2 separate regions of the Sus scrofa genome follow, and region 1 is linked to region 2. A link is a contact called in public promoter capture Hi-C data. All regions are on one chromosome and are shown on one strand. The core of a region is the stretch at or near the end of the contact, and the rest is flanking DNA. Distances in the headings are between cores, read along the strand shown. Region 1 holds the start of TROVE2 (a long non-coding RNA gene). Region 2 holds the start of GLRX2 (glutaredoxin 2).

Region 1 (5,808 bases), core at 1,466-3,965, 46 kb before region 2:
AACGAACCCGACGAGGAACCGTGAGGTTGTGGGTTCGATCCCTGGCCTTGCTCAGTGGGTTAAGGATCCGGCGTTGCCATGAGCTGTGGTGTAGGTTGCAGAACACAGCTCAGATCCCGTGTTGCTGTGGCTCTGGCGTAGGCCGGTGGCTATAGCTCTAATTCGACCCGTAGCCTGGGAACCTCTATATGCCACGGGAGCGGCCCAAGAAATGGCAAGAAGACAAAAGAAAAAAAAAAAAAAGCTTTTTTAAATCCATGAATTGGATGAGAAAAAAAAAGGGGAAGATTAGAATAAACTTATTTTCTCTTTGAAGCATCTGATGACGACACACAACTACCATCACTTAACTTTTTACAAAGTTCTTTGGCTAATCAAGTCAATCCATGAATAACTACAGCTTCACTTTTCATATATGCAGGTAGAAAAGGTACAGAGCCATAAGTCTCTTATGGCATGTCTTTATTTCAAAATTATCTTCAATTTCAAGTTTTCTGCACATGTGAAACTGAAACAGTAGCTGTTGATAGAATGGACTGATTTTATTTTTTTTTAATTTTAAAATCAATAAACTTGCCTGGTACAACATTTCTTAGGGTTAACGTTGATATGTCCTAAAAGTTAAACTTTGAAGGTAAAGTTTAGAGCTACATCTGCAGACATCTCAAACTCAGTGAATGTCCAAAGCTGAACCCATTTTCTTGTCCATCAAGTCTACTCTTCCCTTGTGCCTGTACTTCCCAATCTCCCAAGCTAGACACCATAGAAGATTTTCACCTCTTTTGGGGTACACCCAGTCAGTTAACAGTCCTGTGGATTTAAATACGGCAAAAATGATTGAACCTACCTCTTCCTCTCTAAAGTCTTGACGACTTTATGTCAAGCCCATCATCTGAAAAGGACCATTGTGAGAAGCTTCTAGCTTCTTTCATTTCATTCCAATCCACTCTGCACACCACACACAGTAAATTTTTTACTTTTAAAGCTGTTATTTCAGCATTGAGATAGCTTTGACAGTTAAGTCCCCAGGGACTACAGGGCAATGCACACTGCCCAACATGGCCTCAGTTTACCCTTTCGGCTTCCGATTCAAACACTCCTCTACTCGGTTACACCATGTTTTAGTCCCTTCCTTAGCTGTTCTCGAAGCCATATACGTTAGCCTCACTACCGTTTGTGCCTTTTCATCTGCCTATGTTCTCACCACCTATGTGCACATACTCTAAAGCAGCAATTAATACACCCTATTACAAGTTGCTTCTTAGTTCTTTAGAACAGCAGTCCTGCTTTATTCACCTGAAAAATTCCCAAACCCGGAGTTCCCCGATGGCCTAGCAGTTAGGGATCCTGAGGATCCGGTGCCGTCACTGCTGCGGCACAGGTTTGATCCCTGATCCGGGCATTTCCGCAATTCGCAGGCATGGCCAAGATAAGCAAATAATTAATTACAGTTTTTAAAATCAAAAATCAAAAATTCCCAAACCCTACTGGCGGGTCTGAGATACAGACCTGATAAATGATATCCAAATAGACAGCTACGTACCACAGACAGTATCTACATCAACAGAGAATGTCTACCCCAGCACAAGTTTCAACACATCAGCTAAAATCAGTAATACTTGAGGAAATGTAACAGCTACACACAAGTCTTACTGCCAAAGAGGAAGGTGGGCACAAGAGGGACAGGGCAGGCTGAAGAGGCCAGTATGCTGATCACCTGGGATGAGAGACAAGGACTAGAGCCAGAAGGAAATTAGGAGGCAAGCATGTGGCCTCCAGTCTCGAGCACCGGCTGGAGAAGGCACCCTGCGCCGGAAGCCGCGAATGAGCAGAACCAGCGCGGGGGCCCCGGCGTCCCCCGCAGCCAGTCCGAGCGGACGTCCTAGGGGCCCGTCCCCTCCCGCGCTGCGCCGCCGCCAGCAGCCAGAAAGGTCGGGCTCCTGGGCGCCCTGGACCCCACCCTCGACAAGGCACACCTGACTCTGCCTGCGCGGCAAGGGGCCGGAGTCGGGCACCGGGCACACCTGCCCGGGACGGGGGCTGCGTGGGTCGAGGGAGCTGGGACTTGAGCGCCGAGTCGCGGAGACACGGCGGGGCCGAGGACCGCCACGACCCTGACCGCGTGGGGTGGCTCCCCAGCCCGCCCCGGGGACGCGCCTGCCCCCGGCCGAGGAGGGCCGGAGTCCTGCCTCTCCCTTCCCCGGCCCCACGGTCCGGGGAGTCGCCTCCTCCGCAGACACGGGGCGGCGGGGCCGCACGGAAGCACCCCGTGCCCGGCTCAGGCCTCCGCCCGTGAGTCCCGACCCAGGACGGCCCCCGCGGCTCTCACCGAATCCTTTAATGAGCTCGGTGAAGACTCCGGGGTCGCTTTCCATGAGGCACCACTCCCCGGCATTGCCCGTCATGGCCCCGGCCAAACGCCGCCCCGCGCCCCCTCCGGCTGCGGCCGACCCCGGCTCCAGCTGCCGCCGGCCCCTGAGCTCGGCAAACCCGCCGCTGGCTCGTCAAGCCCACGTCACCCCGCCTACTTCCCGACAGCCTCCGGGCGCCGTCACCTGCCGCGCGACAGAGGCGGGAGGACGCTCTAGCCGCCCAGAAGACGCCGAAACTCTTCCTGGGCCGCGGAGGACCCGGCGCCGACGCGAGAGGGGCGGGGCCGCGGAGGAAGAGCGGGCTTCCGGGCGCCAGAGGAGGGAACATCCGGGCTCCTCGCCAGTCGGGGGCGGGGCCCGGCGAGGGGCGGGGCTCGCTCGGGGAGCCGAACCCGGAGGCCCTGGCGGCGGAGCCGGAGCGGTCACCGCCCGTCAGGCCGCCGCGCGTCGTCGTCCCGCGGCTAGGCGCAGCGTTTCTCCCGGCGGCGCGGCAGCTTCCGAGAGTGGGCCGCCGGGCACAGGTGAGGAAACTGCGGGCAGCCGGCCGGGGCCCTTTGTGCGGTCTGCGCGGCCCCGGGGACGCGTCCGGTGCTCCGCGCGCCGCAGCCCGCGTCCCCGCGGCCGGGGCCGGCGCCCGCCCGGCCTCGCGCCCTCTGGCCCGGGGCGCGGAACCTGCCTCCCCGAGGGGCATCCTCGCTCTCTCCGGCCCTTCCGGACGCCGGGCCGCCCCCGCCGGCCCTCGACTTGCAGAGCTTCCCGCAGGCCGGCGTCGGGAGGGCCGCTTACTCCTCCTCTTCCTCCCCGCCCCCCGCCGCCGCCGCCGCGCCGAGAGGCGTCGCCGGGACCTGGGCTTCGGGAAGACGGATCTTTGTGCGGGAGGAGGACGAGTTTGCCCGGGAGGGAGTGCCGAGGGAGGGAGAAGCCGCTGCCGGTGGGCCGGGGGAAGATAAACAAGTGCAAGGGGAGGCGGTGCCTCCGAGGAGCTGAGGTTGGAAAATTGTGTGTTCATCCGAACACGTCTGTAGTAGTCGTGAGGCCGAAGGAGGTGTTAAATCAAAAATGCCCGTCTTCCCCAATCCCGAAATCGCCCTCCTTCACCCGCCTCTGGCGGAAAGCTCGTGCTAAGTAAGACTCACGTCTGCAACAGGAGTATCGTCTGTGCATCGCTCCTTAAGGCTCTGAGTTCCAAGAAGGGCCCTTGGCTTCCAGAAAAAAAATTCTTGCCTTGTTGAAACTCCGACTCTTTGCTTCTCAGACAGGTAGTCCGTTCCTTGGAATAAGGAAACTTTGTGCTTCAGGACTGCGTGAAGCCACAAAATAGGATGTAGTTTACTGAGGGAAACAGTAGCTTTACATTAAACCAAGAATGGGTATACTGTAGAGGGAAAGCCAGCGTGTGTACCAAGTGTTAAATTTAAAGGCAAAAAAAAAAAAGGAAATTTTCATGAAGTTTATTCCCGGGAGACTTCGACCTCAAACTGGGGTGGAGAGCAAAGGGTGGGGGGACGTCTGTTCTGTTAAGTGTAATTAGATGGGAAAGTTTGTGAGGCACAGGAGTCTAGCCTTATTTCCTTATCATCCATACCTAGAATGAGTGTCATCAGAGCCCAGAGCTGTTTGCAGTACTTTGTGGTCTTTTTTTAATCTGTAATTTTGGTGTGAACTTGGAAGTGTTTTTTGGCGCTAAATAAATACATCAGAAGTAACATCTGCTACCGGCTTATTATGGTGCATGTTGTAGAAATACCAAACTGAAAATTCAGCCCTTGACACAACTTATAAGTAATCAGGAAGTGGGGGGGGGATTTCTTTAATTATGTTGTTAACATTTAATTCTAAGAGCTCACATAAAAATCCTGATTTCTGGGTGTTTGAGAAAAAACGAGACGATCTGGCAGTAACGGGCCATGCTGTCCTGTGTGCAACAGTTCCTCACAGCTTTTTATTGCAGTCTCACTTGACTTGATCCACTCATGTCTGTTACCAGTCTAAGTGGTAGTGATCTGAATTTGTGGCCCCAGTTTTTGTGGTATTGTTTCTTTTACAGCTGTCTTGCCCTCTCTCATAGATGTAAGTCAGCTTTGACTTCATTTACAAGGAATAAACTGGGAGTTCCTATTGTAGCTCAGCGGTAATGGACCTGACTAGTATCCATGGAAATGCAGGTTTGATCCCTGGCCTTGCTCAGTGGGTTACGGATCCATTGTCGCCACAAGCTGTGGTTGCAGGTTGCAGACTCAGCTCAGATCCAGTGTTGCTGTGGCTGTGGCATAGGCTGGCAGCTGCAGCTCCGATTCGACCTCCAGCCTGGGAACTTCCATGTGCAGTGGGTGCGGCCCTAAAAAGACAAAAAAAAAAAAAAGAATAAACTGAAAACTTGTTTGACCTCTTTGGATGAAGTGATCAAAAAGCTTTGGAAAGACATTTAGATAAGTGTACATTCAAGAAAAACATAGGACTCCTTAGAAGTAGTGTATCATTAGTGCTGGTATACTGTAGATGTTCTAGTTTCAATGAATAAAAAGCAGAAAGAAGTGCTGTTACATACTGTGTATTACTAGTACTCACTGATTTCGCATCCAAAATTAGGAAGAAGAAGCGGGCAATGTATAAAATAAGCATAAAAAGAGAAGTGGATAATTTCAGAGTGATCTGTTTAATTTCTTCCCCAAAGGTTTACTTTATAGACATTTAATACAGCTTCAGCGGTATTAGATTTCTTTGAAGGACTGTGCTTTCAGAGCACTGACTAGGTCAGGCAACCGAAAGAATTAACTCTCTTTTGTTGTTGTTAATCTGGATTTACAACACTTGATTATTCAGGAGTGCATTAACTAGTGACCAGTCTCTGACCTCACTCACTGCCCAACAGCCTATTAAACCAGTGACAGTAGAGCTTAAGCTTGAAGAAGGGAGATGGCGGCAGGTGGGGAAGGAAGAAATTAAGGTTCCACGTGTATGTGTCTGTGTGTATCTCTGATCCCCAGCAGGATTGCCCTTATTTCGGAAAACAGCTTCTGGTTGGGTTGCAGTCTGCTCACACTTCTGCCTGGCCAACGACAAATTTAGGGTCCTACAACCCTCTCAGGGTCAGTAATTCAATAAAACACCTCAATTCACTAAAAGCACTCTGTGTACGGTTACAGTTTTATTATAAGGGATGGCAGCCAATGGGGGCAGACAGGGGATTCCTTCTGTTTGTGGGGTCCTGCTTGGCCCATCACCCTCCCTTCACACACCCGCATTCACTAGCTTGGAATCTCCACTGAATTTGATGTCCAGAGTCTGCAGATGGGGCCTCATGACTAGGCATGGTTGATTAAATCATTGACCACATGGTTGAGCAAAGTCTCCGGCCTTCCTCCCCGGAGACATTGATCTGGCCCGAGTTCCAACCCTCGAATCAAATGATTGGTCTTTCTGGTGACCCCATCCA
Region 2 (6,465 bases), core at 1,653-4,152:
ATTGCAGAGCGAATTCACAAATCGTGCAAAAGGACATGAGGTAATAGGGGCTTCAGAAAAGAATTATTCAAATATCTAAGGACTAAGAGAGTAAGATAAAGAACTGAGGCTGCAGGGAGTTCCCTGGTGGTCTAGCGGTTAGGATTTGCACTTTCACTGCTGAGGCTGGAGGTTCAATCCTTGGTCTGGGAACTGAGATTGCATATCGAACCACTGCATGTCACAACCAAAAAAGAACTGAGGCTTCAAATATTTAAAATGATGTTCTTCATGATTATGCCGCAAAGCTCAAATTTGTTTTGTTTTGTTTTTTTGTCTTTCTAGGGCCCTACCTGCGGCATATGGAGGTTCCCAGGCTAGGGGCTGAATCAGAGCTACAGCTGCTGGCCTATGCACAGCCACAGCAACACCAGCTGCAACGCCACAGTGACAGCGGGCTGGATTCTTAACCCACTGAGTGAGGCCAGGGATTGAACCTGAGTCCTCAAGGATACGAGAGATTCGTTTCCTCTGATCCACGACAGGAACTCCCAAAGCTCAAGTTTTAACAGGAAAGTTTCTCCCTCCAAGTCAGCACTTCATTCATTGTGAATGCTCTTAGAATTGATATGGCGTTAAATATAAAAATAAGCTACTCTTTATGTTTAGTTTCATTTTTCTCAAAGGTATCAATTGACACTTTTTTAGTGGCATTGTAAGAATCCACTTTAGGAGTTCCCGTCATGGCGCAGTGGTTAACGAATCCGACTAGGAACCATGAGGTTGCGGGTTCGGTCCCTGCCCTTGCTCAGTGGGTTAACGATCCGGTGTTGCCATGAGCTGTGGTGTAGGTTGCAGATGCGGCTCGGATCCCGCGTTGCTGTGGCTCTGGCGTAGGCCGGTGGCTACAGCTCCGATTCGACCCCTAGCCTGGGAACCTCCATATGCCGCGGGAGCGGCCCAAGAAATAGCAAAAAGACAAAAAAAAAAAAAAAAAAAAAAAGAATCCACTTTAAGTAGCTTTTTACATGTTACCCTTGGACACAGAGCCATGCCTGCACTCTCAGCAATGAGGAAGCCGTGACGACCAAAACCCTCAGCAGTAACAGAGTTAGAGACAGAAACTACTCCGTTAGAACATCCTATCACCCCAATATTTCCAGCCTATTAGTCCATGCTTCCCCACAGATCAGCAAGAAAACCTTCAGAGCAAAAAGGGCCTGTGTGCTTATCTCGGAAAAGCTGGAAAAATGCAGTGCGCTGCGGAGACCTCAGCCAACTCAGGAGGAGAGTGGAAGGTGCAGCTTTAAGAAAAACAGACGCAGGCTGGACGCTACCGTCCAACATTCTAGAGGGACTTGAAAGATTGTGTCCATGGCTGTACAACTATAAATGCAATAAAATTCATTGAGAGAAAAAAGGAAAGAAGGAAAAATGCAGGCGGGCTTCCTAGAACTAAACCAGAGCAGACAGAGGAGGTCAAGGGGTGCTGCCCTGGACCTAAGCAGGAGCTTTGGTGGAAAACAACCTATTTGTTTTACCAACTAAGAAAACACGTCCTTTTCATCTCAATTCCAGCATTTAATAATCATCCCGAAACCATCTACTATTTGCCTCTACTATGGAAGATTGAAGTTTCAGCAAAATTTTCATGAGAGAATGTTTTCTTGGGTTCTGAGAGGAGGTGGGAGGTGCATTCTGAAATACCACCCTCTTCGCAACTAAATAAAAGAGAAAGTTTCTGGAAGGCACTTTTCTCCAATTCTAGTGGAGCTTGGTAAAAGTTGCCACCTGTTAAGGAAAGGGACATCAACTGAGAAGTGTACAATAAACGTTTCGCTTCTACACTGATGGAGTACCCACTAGCCATGCCACTTTTATGGAGCACCTACTCTGTGCCAAGCAGGCAAAGGGCTAAATACCCCCAAAGACGTATCACTGGAAAACCGCAATGGAGCCTCAAGGACCTGTCAGTCAAACAGTTACACTGCGTGATGCGCACCCTCTGGAAAAGGTCTCTAGTGGTGCCGAAAATTAACCGAGTTCCGGCAGTCTTGCAAAACTAGTAGGAGGTACCAGATCAAGTAGGTAGGAAGAAACTTCCAGAAAGAGGGATGGCTACTCAGATACGTGAGCTGGCAGGACAGCCTCGACCCGCCGCGCGCGAGTGCGGCAGATAGAGCATCCGCCTAGGCAGGAGGTCTCACACCGCAGGCCTGCGAGCCGCAGGCATTCCTGGTGGGGAAGCGCAGGGGAAGCACGGCCCTTGCTCTAGCTGGAGCGACACCGGCAGGAATAAGTCACCGTCCTATCCTCAAAGACTGGGCCATTTAGTAGAAAGCGTCACTTTCACTTCCTGCCGCAGGGTTGCCAGATTTGGCAAATGAACGTGCATATCGGTCGGGTAAATTAGAATTTCAGACAAACAGCGAATATCTGTTTAGCCTAAGCACGTCCCTTGCAATCCTGGGGATATTCGTAGACCGCACCATCATTAGCTGTTTATTTGAAATTCCCATTAATCAGGGCATCTTGTATTTTATCTGGCAATCAAAGGGGAGAGGAGGTCCAAGCGCACAGGATTCAGAATTTTCAACCTGACAGTCACCTGATCCTTAAGTCCACTTGAGCGCTTAGGGCACCCTTCCCTCCCCACCCGTCCTGGGCCTTCCGCACTCGAAGGGGCCTCGCTGGACTCAGGGCCCACACTCGGCGCCGCAAAGAGGCGCCCCCGCCCACCGCTAGGTCCAGACCCCCGCGAGGCCTCCCGCTCGCAGCTCCCCTTACCCAGAGGCCGAAGCTCCCGGTGCCCCGCCAAACCGCCCCGTCGAGCCGCTCACCCTCCGGACCAGCCGTGTCCCCGCCAAAGCAGCGCGGCGCCAGTACATGGTCGCAGCGCTGGTCCGCGGCAAGCAGACGCGCCGACGACTGCCCCTCGGGAGAGCCCGCCTCCGCCCGTTGGCCCCGCCCCCGCCGCCGGCCCCGCCTCCGTCCGCAGACCAGCCACGCCCCCGCCCGCCGGCCACGCCTCCCCGGGCTGCCCGCGCTGCCCGTCTCAACCGCACCGACCGGTCCTACCCCTCCCCGCCTCCCACGCGGCCGGAGGGCGGGATCCCGGCGAGGCCCACCCACTGGGGAAGGGCAGTCGGAGGCCCGCAGGTGCCTCGGCTGCCTGTCTGCAGGGTTCATCCAAGCCCTGCACCTGTTCCTTTAGGGTTAGGGACGCTCTTAAAGGATCGCGGGCACGTGTCGTCAGTGCTGGGGATGGTGGTCAACCTTCTGACGAAACGGAGGAGAAAGATAATCTGTCTGACGCCGAATCGAAGTGCCTGGGATATTTACATAGCACGGTAGCATAATTACAACTTCCTGTCGGGCAGGTCTTTGTGTTGGAGAAATAACAACCTAAATATGTCATTACAAAAGATCTCACAGAAGTTGTGGGATGATTGGATTTTAGAAAAAAAAGTGATCCGTTGTAGAACGTTCATTCCAAAGAAAACAAAGATAGTGTATTCAAAATGAAATTAGGCAAATAAAACTAAATATAGCCCAGAGGGGTCTGATGGCTTGAGTGCTGCTAATGACATCATCGTGTCCTTAGTCGTGGTAATAATAGCCCTTTGTGCGTTGCTTTATAAAAAGAGGTGGGTCAGCCTTTATTTTTATTTACTGAGGACCAGGACATTGAAATCTATTTGTTAAGGTCAAAGGTCAGATGGTGTCTAAAATTCTAAACAATTATTGGAACAATCCAGGCCTTTTTTGAGTCTTCATGCTCAATTAGCTAAACTGAAGATTCATGTTACCAAGTTACAAAATGAGCATTTCTGTTTCTGATAGTTTTTTTCCCTGCTTTCAAGTGGGCCACGTTTTTCATTACTTCATAAAAGGATAAAAGGGTAGTTGCAAAAACGAAGACCCCAAAAAGTGTAAAGTCATTTCTCGTAAATCCAAAATTAACTTTAAAAATAAGATGTAAAAAAATAAAAATAAGATATGTTATCAACAGTGTTGTGGGGTTTGTGGAGTTTTGAAATTGAAAGATAGCTGTTTAGGAATTTACTGTGTCATTTTTGTTTTGAGGTAGAATTTTACCTTATTGTTTCAAATTGTGTATTGAGAGGTAAAATAATCATGCCACGATTTAATTTTAATATAGTATTGATGGCCCATGTTAAGCACATAAATCACTGGACAGGTTTTTTGTTTTTTGGGTTTTTTTTTTTTTTTTTTTTTTTGTCTTTTTAGGGCCACACCTGGGGCACGTGGAAGTTCCCAGGCTAGGGGTCGAATCAGAGCTACAGCAATGCTGAATCCCTGACCCACTGAGGGAGGCCAGGGATCAAACCTGCATCCTCATGGATACTAGTCAGATTAATTTCCGCTGTGCCACGAAAGGAACTCCTGGAAAGATATTTTAAAAAGGGATCTCAAGTGAAGGCACTTCAAACAAGGAGCTCCCGTTGTGGCTCAGCAGGTTAAGAACCCTACGGCTAGTATTTATGCCTTGCTCAGCAGGTTAAGGATCCAGCATTGCCTGAGCTGGGGGGTAAGTCACAGACATGGCTCAGATCCCTTGTTGAGGTGGCTGTGGTGTCGGCCAGCAGCTGCAGCTCCCATTCAACCTCTAGCCTGGGAACTTCCACCTGCTGCATGTGCGGCCCTAAAAAGCAAAGGAGAAAAATGAGCTACAAGAATATGCTGTACAGCTCAGGGAATATAACCAATATTTATGATAACCATAAATAGAGTATAACTTTAAAAAATCGTGTATCAGTAAGTTGTACACACGAAACTTAATATTGTAAATCAACTATACCTCGATTTAAAAAAAAAAAGGTCTCTAGTCTTCTATGAGCCTTGCACCAGGCAAATTAATAACTGAGTGCCATCTGGTGTTGAACAAACAGCATTTTCTGATAGATGTTTCCTAACTTTTGCATTCTGAGCTTTTGTCTTTTCTTTCTTTCTTTTTTTTTTTTTTTGGTAGGTTCCTTGGGAATTTCTACATAGTAAATCACATCACATGTAAATTGGGAGGGTTTTCTTATTTTTTCCTTTCCAATCCAAATATATTTCCTTTTCTTGCCATATTGATTTTGCTAGAACTTTTTTTTTTTTTTTTTTTTTTGGTCTTTTGTCTTTTTAGGGTTGCACCCATGGCAAATGGAGGTTCCTAGGCTAGGGGTTGAATCGGAGCTATTGCTGCTGGCCTACACCACAGCCACAGCAATATCAGATCCGAGCCGTGTCTGTGACCTACACCATAGCTCATGGCAACACCGCTGGATCCTTAACCCACTGAGTGAGGCGAGGGATCACACCTGCAACCTCAAGTTTCCTAGTCGGATTTGTTTCCACTGCTCTGCGACAGGAACTCCTGAGCTTTTGTCTTTTCAAAGACATTGAGCTCCTTGTCATCCTGGTCTATATCTTTCCTTGAGAGGAGCTCAACTTGTATTTTTATTCCTATATTCTTTTCTTTTCATTTCAAAGAGAGAATGAATGAGGAGCTATGTTTTTGATTTTACTGGTGAATGTATTTACATTTGAGATAAAAAAAATTCACTGAATAGTATAGGAAGTTTGAACTGTGGATGTAGATGAGTAAAATCTTTGTCTTGCAAAATTTACTGACCACCCAGAGTGAGGGAGTAAATTCACATACCAAAGTGAGTAACATTACTTGGTTCAGACTGAAGACTGGGAAACTTCGGTGGCATTTCTTACAAAAGCTATAATGCAGATGTGTTCCACTAAACCTGACTCCCTAACACGCAATGACTGATACAAAGGTGACACAAGTGCAGCAGGGTGGTGGATCTAATCAAATTCCCTTAAACCTAATTGAATTCCCTGCTAATCTTAGAGACCTGATCAATTCATCTAAATTAGCAACATCTTTGCTTTGCTTTATTATTATTATTATTACTACTATTTTTCTTTTTTGGCCACCCTGTGGCACATGACTACACTGCAGCTGCGGCAATGGATGATGCCGAGGCCTTAACCCACTGTGCTGGGGACTGAACCTGCATCCTGGTGCTACAGAGATGCCACCCATCCCATTGTGCCGCCGTGGGAACTCCTGCTCTGCTTTATTTTTCTCCAGGGCACTTATCACCAACTGCTTTTGTAGTTAGGTTCCTAGGTATACCTGTGTTTCATTGTCTCTTGCTCCATGAGAATGAAAGCACCAAAGGGCTAGGAAAATGTTCTCTTCACTGCTGGATCCCACCTAAGTTTACTTAAAAACTGCATTGTTTTCATCATAATTGCAGAAATAATGCAAAAAAGCAAAAATCTGTGCATTTTAGAATTTAATAAATGGCGTAAAATAAGGGATACGTAAACTCACAATGGAAATTTGATAACATTTGATGAGAACAGTAGGCTGACAATTTTCAGAGAAAAAGAACTACAATGATTTTACAAATTATACTGAATAGGATAACTTAGTTTAATGCATATTCTGCAACACAA

Evidence for each region. Promoter capture Hi-C pulls out the DNA fragments that hold promoters and counts their contacts.
Region 1: a promoter capture Hi-C map of liver shows a contact between it and region 2, with 4 times the contacts expected there. The contact joins the promoter of TROVE2 here to the promoter of GLRX2 in region 2. A contact is called at or near these places in 2 of 5 promoter capture datasets (fetal liver and liver), 18 of 47 Hi-C or Micro-C datasets (adipocytes, alveolar macrophages, blood and 8 more) and 2 of 2 datasets of contacts at active chromatin or transcription factors (alveolar macrophages and skeletal muscle).

The regions. Positions count from the first base shown.
Region 1 is chr10:722,285-728,092 of Sscrofa11.1, reverse strand. It overlaps TROVE2 (a long non-coding RNA gene), which reads left to right and starts at 2,715. Exons shown (of 9, transcript XR_002336171.1): 1 at 2,715-2,893. It overlaps UCHL5 (ubiquitin carboxyl-terminal hydrolase L5), which reads right to left and starts at 2,405. Exons shown (of 12, transcript NM_001123210.1): 1 at 2,330-2,405. The coding sequence starts at 2,405.
Region 2 is chr10:675,765-682,229 of Sscrofa11.1, reverse strand. It overlaps GLRX2 (glutaredoxin 2), which reads right to left and starts at 2,902. Exons shown (of 4, transcript NM_001243717.1): 1 at 2,767-2,902. The coding sequence starts at 2,867.